2 separate regions of the Ovis aries genome follow, and region 1 is linked to region 2. Evidence: chromatin contacts called from public Hi-C data. All regions are on one chromosome and are shown on one strand. Each heading gives the region's core, a stretch centred on a gene start, on an enhancer-like site or on the middle of the called end of the contact. The rest is flanking DNA. Distances are from core to core; before and after follow the strand shown. Region 1 overlaps LOC114118893 (a long non-coding RNA gene). Region 2 overlaps FSTL1 (follistatin like 1).

Evidence for each region. Hi-C and Micro-C count contacts between places; a contact is called where the count stands out from the background.
Region 1: a contact with region 2 is called in a Hi-C map of mesenteric adipose tissue, with 2.1 times the contacts expected there. The contact joins two enhancer-like sites. A contact is called at or near these places in 8 of 16 Hi-C or Micro-C datasets (liver, mesenteric adipose tissue, muscle and 3 more).

What each region holds. Positions count from the first base shown.
Region 1 is chr1:186,134,287-186,138,300 of ARS-UI_Ramb_v3.0, forward strand. All of the region lies in intron 3 of LOC114118893 (a long non-coding RNA gene), which reads right to left. Among named protein-coding and RNA genes, the nearest start is that of NDUFB4, 35 kb to the right of the region's middle. Within about 2 kb of position 1,410, at least 1 of the 54 cell types and tissues checked has an H3K27ac peak or open chromatin away from gene starts, as enhancers often do.
Region 2 is chr1:186,009,773-186,013,531 of ARS-UI_Ramb_v3.0, forward strand. It overlaps FSTL1 (follistatin like 1), which reads right to left. Exons shown (of 11, transcript XM_060418423.1): 3 at 3,742-3,759; 4 at 1,445-1,574; 5 at 583-615. Among named protein-coding and RNA genes, the nearest start is that of FSTL1, 39 kb to the right of the region's middle. Within about 2 kb of position 2,014, at least 5 of the 54 cell types and tissues checked have an H3K27ac peak or open chromatin away from gene starts, as enhancers often do.

The DNA of each region.
Region 1 (4,014 bases), core at 160-2,659, 120 kb after region 2:
ATGAAGAAGGATGGACAGTATTACAGCCTTACAGAAATACAGTAACAGAAATTCTTGATTTGGTTAGGGGAGCTTCTTTACAAAAAAGTTAGTGAAAGTGATACAAGAATGAGCTGAAGCTGTAAAGAGGTTAAAGTGACTGATTCTTACTGATGTGGAAATATTACTGAAAGATTCAACTTTCTCTCTCTTTGGGAAGTCAAGGAGCACAGAGAACACTGATAAGGACTGAGAGGATTCAGGTGATTGAGATGAGAAGCTTAAGGAAACATCATTTCAGTCTGTAACGTAAAAACAAATGGTGTGGGGGTCGGGGGACAAGCACACTTCCTTGAGCTTTTCCCTTCTGAACCATGAAAAAACAACTCTACCATAATTAATATACATTTTCAATAAACTGTATTTCATTAATACTTCTTCAAAAATCATTGTTCATCTATGTTATATATACTATCTCTTAATTAACTAGACTGTTCCATTAATCAGCTCATCATTCCATCTCTGACCAGTCTCTATGAGTAGAATTACTATATATTCAAAAACAGTAAATAACAAACAAAATCTCCCCCAACCCAAATATCCTGATGACCATGTTATCTTTTCTGATCCATAGTCAGTTATAATTTGGGTGGTCTCCCGCTTGACTTGTGCTGAAACTGCCACACAGGGCAAGTGGAAGGGAGTCACTGGGAAGCTGGAGTGGGAAAGGAATTTGTAGCTGTTGCTGTTTATTTGCTTAGTCGTGTCTGACTCTTTGGAACTCCATGCACTGTAGCCCGCCAGGCTCCTCTGTCCATGGAATTTTCCAGGCAAGAATACTGGAGTGGGTTGCCATTTCCTTCTCCAGGGACTCTTCCTGACCCAGGGATCAATCCTGTGTCTCCTGCATTGCAGGCAGATTCTTTACCACTGAGCCACTATGGAATATTCTCTATCAAACTGAGATAACGATCAGGAGAACTCTGCCAACTATAGGGATTGGTGCAGAGCAGGAAAGGAGGCTGAGTCTTCATTTTGGACATCAGTTTTGGCCAGATATGGAAGCAACAGTGGGAGGTCTCCCTCTCCATGAATCTGGAAACCAGGGACACAAGGTCACCTTCAGAGTTGAACTATCAATGGTAAAATTCACAGACAATGGCTGTGATTAGTCACCCGTGGGAGTAAATCAAGAGACTGAAATGCATGGACCTCATGAAACTCCAATCAAGGGAGGAAATTTGGATGTAATCAGAGGAAGGCAGGTCCAGAATGTGAATGCCATTGCATAGAAGATAATCAACTGAACTGCCCATCGCCTGGGGGAAGACTGGGTGAAGGTGGGTGAGGGTGTGGGCAGAATGGGAAGCGGTCAGTGTGGACGACAGGAAATAAAAACCCCAAGGCATCTTAAGATGGTAGTGCACACCCGAGCCCTGTGCAGGGCAGAGATTCTGCCTTTTGTGGTTGCTGTGGAACAGGAGTGCCTCTTATCTCTCTACAGTATCCCGTGTGCCCTGTGCTCAGCATCTGTGTTCATTCTGATCCTGGGACTGGCTGCCCTGGGCAGTGGACATAAGCTTTCAGTCCCTGGGAAGAAATGTCTTCCATTATAAATTTCTACTTTGGCTATGAGTAACTTCTTGGATTTGAGTGATTCAAGTGACCTTGGATTCTGGAAACTTCTGGAAACCTGATGAGGATAAACATTGGAATTTGGAAAGTGCTCAGCTCCTCAAGGGGATGCTACAGCAAACCCTGGTGGGCAGCTACAGCCTCCTTCCAAGAATGCACTGACCTCATCTTTAGTCCTTTGCTGCCTTCCATAGACAGTACCACAGTAGCCACTTAGATCAAGGATTCTTAACCCCATCGGAGCCAATGACCTATTTTCAAGTGAATGTTTTGTTAGGTCCTATTTACTATCTGGAATTATTAACCTCCTATATGTGCTTAGTTGCTTAGTAGTGTCAGACTCTTTGGGACACTTTGGACTGTATGTAGCCTGCCAGGCTCCTCGGTCTGTGGGGTTTTTCAGCCAAGAATACTGGAGTGGGTTGTTGCTTCCTTACCTGAGGATCTTCCCAACAGAGACTGAACCCATGTCTCCCGTGTCTCCTGCACAGCAGGCTGGTTCTTTATGCACTGAGCCATCAGGGAAACCTCCTACACACATCTTTCTAAAAGTCAACACAGTGTCCTAATGATGAAGATAAATTATTGATAGAAGAGGAATAATTTATAACTAACTAATATGTATTGGAGTATATTAATATTTAGGGAAGACTAACTAGGAGGTAGAATGAAGCAGTTGCTTTGAAATCTGAGTGAATGTGGCAGAGACTAATGTAATAGAGACATGTTTGCTGCAACTCAAATCACAATAGTGAAATTGCTGGCAGCCAAATGCTTTTCTGAAATTGTGAATACTGTTGGTAAAGTTCTGAACAAACACAGCGCCATCTTCTCTTCCTTTAAAAAGGCTTAAGTGGCATTTACAGAAAAATCAGTGTATATTAAAATATACAAAAGTAACTTGTGTTTCCAAGTAAAATGGAATTGAATTTCACAGCACATAATTACAAGCAGATTGTCCCACACAAATATCCAGTGTGACCTCCGACATTTGCACAGGACACACGACACTTGTTGGTGCACAGTATCAAGTAGCCAGCACCCTTGGTTCCACTCATTAAATGCTACTAGTGCCCCTCCTAATAACTGCGACAATCAAAAGTGCTCCCTAGAGCTTCCAATGCATCTCCTAGAGGCTGGTACCTTTCTTCCTGAGATACACTGATTTATGAGAACAGAAAACAATGAAGTGAAGTTGTTAGTCACTCAGTTGTGTCTGACCCTTTACGACCCCATGGACTGTAACCTGCCAGGCTCCTCTGTTCATGGAATTCTCCAGGGGAGAATACAAGAGTGAGCTGCCATTCCCTTCTCCAGGGGATCTTCCAGACGCAGGGATTGAACCTGGGTCTTCTGCATCTGCAGGCAGATTCTTTACCATGTGAGCTACCAGGGAAGACCCAACTTAAGTGAACAGGAAATGATATGAGTGTCCAATAAGGCAAGTGTGCCTGTCCTATGACACAGTCATTCCATGGCCTGGCACAGCAGGTAACTTCAGCCAGCAGAAAGAAGGGATGAGGATGGGTGAAACTGGGGAGAGTATCTAGTGCTAGAGGAAGAAGCAGAAATACAGGCAGAGCAGTCAGTCAGAATTTATGAAAGGAAACCAGGATAGCAGTTCACCTCTGGGACTTGGGCCAACATACACAGAAGAGTCAACACAGAAAGAACTGTAGCTCTGGAGCCACATAGGTGCCCAGGTTTGCTGTTGGTGCCAAATATTCCAGATCTGGCTGAAGGGGAAGAATTTATGTCAACAGAGGAGCCCAAAAGTAATGACTTAGTTCCTAGAATGTGGGTCTGGGAATGTGACATTTCCAAACCCCTTATGACAGCCTCAGCCAGAAATGACTCAATGTAAGGCATGAGCTTCGGAGAAGGCAATGGCACCCCACTCAGTACTCTTGCCTGGAAAATCCCATGGATGGAGGAGTCTGGTGGGCTGCAGTCCATGGGGTTGCTGAGGGTCGGACACGACTGAGCGACTTCACTTTCACTTTTCACTTTCATGCATTGGAGAAGGAAATGGCAACCCACTCCAGTGTTCTTGCCTGGAGAATCCCAGGGATGGGGGAGCCTGGTGGGCTGCTGTCTATGGGGTTGCACGGAGTCGGACATGACTGAAGCAACTTAGCAGCAGCAGCAGCAGCAGCAGCAAGGCATGAGTTTAAATCTTCTCAAAAATAGCGGCTGAGGAGAAAGCAAATGCAGAAGAGACTAACAGCCGCGGTTTCTCAATGCCACGTGATTGAAGAGGGTATGCTACACAACATTTGATTTCCCTATGTTACAGTGGTTTTTTTGCCCTCACTTGAACGTAAATGAATCAACTCATTCTTCAAACAAACAATACATGTCCAAGAGAACAAGATTTGGGCATTCACAGACCATTCCTCA
Region 2 (3,759 bases), core at 764-3,263:
CCCCACTCTGGCACTTTCTGGCTGTGTGACTCAGGGAAATTCACTTAACCTCTCTGAGCCTCAATTTCTTCATCTATAAGGTAATTATAGTAACTACTTCACAAGGTTATGTGAGGATCTAAGGAAAAGTATATGCTAAAGGAGTCTGTAACTATAAATCGATGAAATTTTAAATTTGTATTCACTGAAAATCATGGAAGAAGATCTGCCATTTTCAATTATCCCCTTTCCAAAACAGTTGTGCCTCCTGATTCTGCTTGTCCTGTGACACCCACAGGTCTGACAAAGCACTGAAGGAGGGACTCAGCGGCTTTTCCATCCTGCAGTTCAATCATTACTCAGCAAAAATGAAAAACACGGCCAACACTCTGATCCAATCAGCTGCTTTCCATGGCAAGTACCAAAAACTGCAGTATTGCAGCTTTTCTGTGCTATGTTGAGGAGCGACCAGTTCTGGGTCACAAGCTCTGACACATTAAAGATCTTGTGAGCTTTGCAGGGAGGGATTGTGGAACATGGAATTTCCATCATGAAAAGAATTTCCTCCCTGAATGCACACTATAGAAAAAAAGAGGTACTCACCTGGGCTGGCAGAAGGACTTACAGATTTCTTCTCTGTAGGACAAAAGGAAGAAAATGCATAACATAAAGTGAAGAAAAAAGAAAATTCTGTGTATTGCTAGGGTTAAAACTGCCCATATTAAGGGGCCACTTATATCTTTTCATCACTTTGTCGTGAATCCTTATCTCCTCTCCTTCTAGGTCCCAAGTATGGGGATCTTTTCTTTCCTGCTTTGTTTGAATTTTGAGGCCACTGAGCTGCCCTCCTGATATTATACCTCCTTTTGTTAGATTGAGGGGTGGGGAGCTGCTGGGACTTTGAGAATTCATACAGAAACATTACGGACAAAGAAACGCAGTGGAGACCAGCATGTGGGAAACAGCTTCTTTCTCCAGCGAAGTTCAAGTGTAGGCAGGAGGCTGGTGTCTAATTAGCAACAAGCTTGGAACCCCTTCCTTCTTACTCTGATAGCAGTGGTTTGAGTGTAAATCAGAGGAACTTTGTCATCAGAACTGAAAGGTACCCAAATTTAAAAAGCACAAGATATGTGAAATTTACCTGCTTTCTAAAAAGGTACAGAATTCAGCTAAATACTACCACACTATTGATTGTTGATGTGGTCCCTATACACTATCCTTCTCCAGACAGTGTGGGAAGCCACCTGGGGAGTCTGAGGCAGGAAGGGCAGGGTAGAAGCAGGGCCACCCAGGGCAAACCCAGCAGGCTCATGAGCACCAAGGGGATGCCTCTCTAAGCAACTAGGTGGTCCCCACAGCTTTGGACACTGTGTTTGGGGTAGAAAGAACTCCAGGAAGCCAGGCCACTGCTCCTTCTCTGGCTCCCTGGCTGGAGCTGTGACATGGTGATGAGGGCACTACTTACCTTTGCAGTGTCCATCGTAATCGACCTGGATTTTGGATCCAGTGAGGCAGGCATCTCTATGCAGCTCACAGTGGTTGAGGTAGGTCTTGCCGTTGCTGCCACACACAGGCCTCTTGTGAGGTTTGCATTGCTGAAACAGACCGTGGAGGATGCTGGTATAGTCAAGGCTGAGTTTGTGTGCACCACACACACACATGCACACACACACACACACACAACCATCTTGTGAGGAGTCCTCCCCAGCAGAGAAGACTTCTACCCTGCCAGGGCACAGGGAGCCCCAGCTCTGGCATCAGTGACCCTCCCCTACTCAGTGTTGGAGGAATTACGTCACCTTGCAGTCCCTCATGGTGCTCTGTGCTGATCCTGGCCCTGGTCATCTCTTCTTTTCAGTGAAAAGAAATACCCACTCCTTGACCCCAATCCGCTCAAATTAGCAGGAAGGGCATTTTATCCGAAGCCAGGAATCTGGATTATCTGTCACTTTATCACTTAGTAGAAAGTCATTCAATGTCTGGATATCAAAAAACCCCTTAAAATTCCAAAATTTTATGACACAAAACAGCCAGAGCTGGGAATATGGAAACATTGAAAGGAATGTTTCCACAGCCCCCGACCCTCATCACCCCAATTCTTCAATTCTTTCAGGGTCTAGCTATAAGAATCTTTGCTCTGTTGCCTTATTTAGTATTTTGTTTTTCTCCTAATCTCACAACAGTTGTTTTCAGGCAGCCGGAGGGGGTGCCAGATCTTTGTGAAGTGTGACAGAGGATCATTCTGGACCAGGAAATGGACTAAAGTTCACTTGGCAGCTTGATTCTACTTTGGCTATTAAAGTGCCACAGTGACAGGCAAGCTTAGTTTCTTTACACTTCTGTGGTTTTTTAAAGGGGGAAGGGGTAAGCAAGTTCTGCTTAGACCTAATAAAGACATTAAAGCAAACAAGAGTAGATGTGGTAAAAGAGCACAGGACCCTGGAACTGAAGGCAGGTCGACCTCTCCAATTTACAGACTGGAAAACCAAAGCCCAGAAAGACAAGCTTCACTTAACCAATATTTATCACTGGGCTATTAATATAACCCATTGGGCAAAGCAACTTGCGTCCTGAGCAAAGCCAAACATGGTCGGTCTTCAGGGCATCCAACAGCAATTAATTTGCTTAAAATCACACAATGGTATGTGGCCAAGTTGAGGTTAACCTCCAGGTTTCTGGACCCTAAATGGCCACAGAGTGGCCAGCTACACCACTAGTGACAACCTCCCAGAATCCTTAACAGATCTGGTTTGCAAGTTTTTGAGTTGAGAGACTTCCTTTCTGGGACAATGGGTCAGGATCCTTCAACTGGTTACTAAGGTGGGTGAATTAACTTGCAGCAGTATGGAGGAATCCAGTCTTGGGTTCTTCTGACAGAAAGAGGGGGAAAGGGCACACATCCAAGCTGTTTATGTTCGCTAAGAGAGAGAATTCTGCCTACAAAAGAAGTATTTCTCAAAAGCTCACTTTGTTTCTTTAATTTCATTAAAACCAAAACCAAACCTGAAAAATCTGCATTCCAGCTAGTATTTTAAAATGCACATATCCTTGACCTAGCAAGCCTAGGACTCAACCTAACAAGTGGGACTCAATCCTACAGAAATAAAGGCAACAGCACGTGAGAATATTTGGCCAAAGACATTACTGTTTACAATGGTAAACAACCTGAATGTCCATCTGTGGGAAAATGAGTACATAAATCTGGTTCTTTTATATCACTAAATATAACTGCGCTATTAAAAAATGAGAACTACATGTGCTGACCCATAGAGGGTTGTTGTTACATATTAAAGAGTACAAGACGCAAGTTGCATATATCTAGATCTGTCTACATTATGATCTCATTTTTGCATAAAATAGGGGGAAACTCTATATATTTATAGTTGCAGAGAAACAAAAAAAACTATGTGGAACAAATAAACACAAACTGTTAACACTGATTACCTCAGACTAAGGGGATTTGAAGGTTATGACGGGAGATTATTAACTTTATTGTTTGCATAAATGTCTGTATCACTTATAAAAAGCAATTGTTAATTTTGTAATTTGAAAACCTTATAAAGCTAAAGAATTTTTAAAATGAAAAAGATCCCTACATTCACATCTGATTTTTAACCCCCGAGATAAAAAGTGACTCTCTTCTTACAGAAAGTCAAGGTATGCTTTTATAAAGATGACAAAATCACTGGCTCTGCTCTGTAAACGGGTAGCTAACCACATGGCCTTGGCCACCATCCTCTGGCTCTCGCCCACAGTTCTTACCTCGATGCAGAGGCAGGT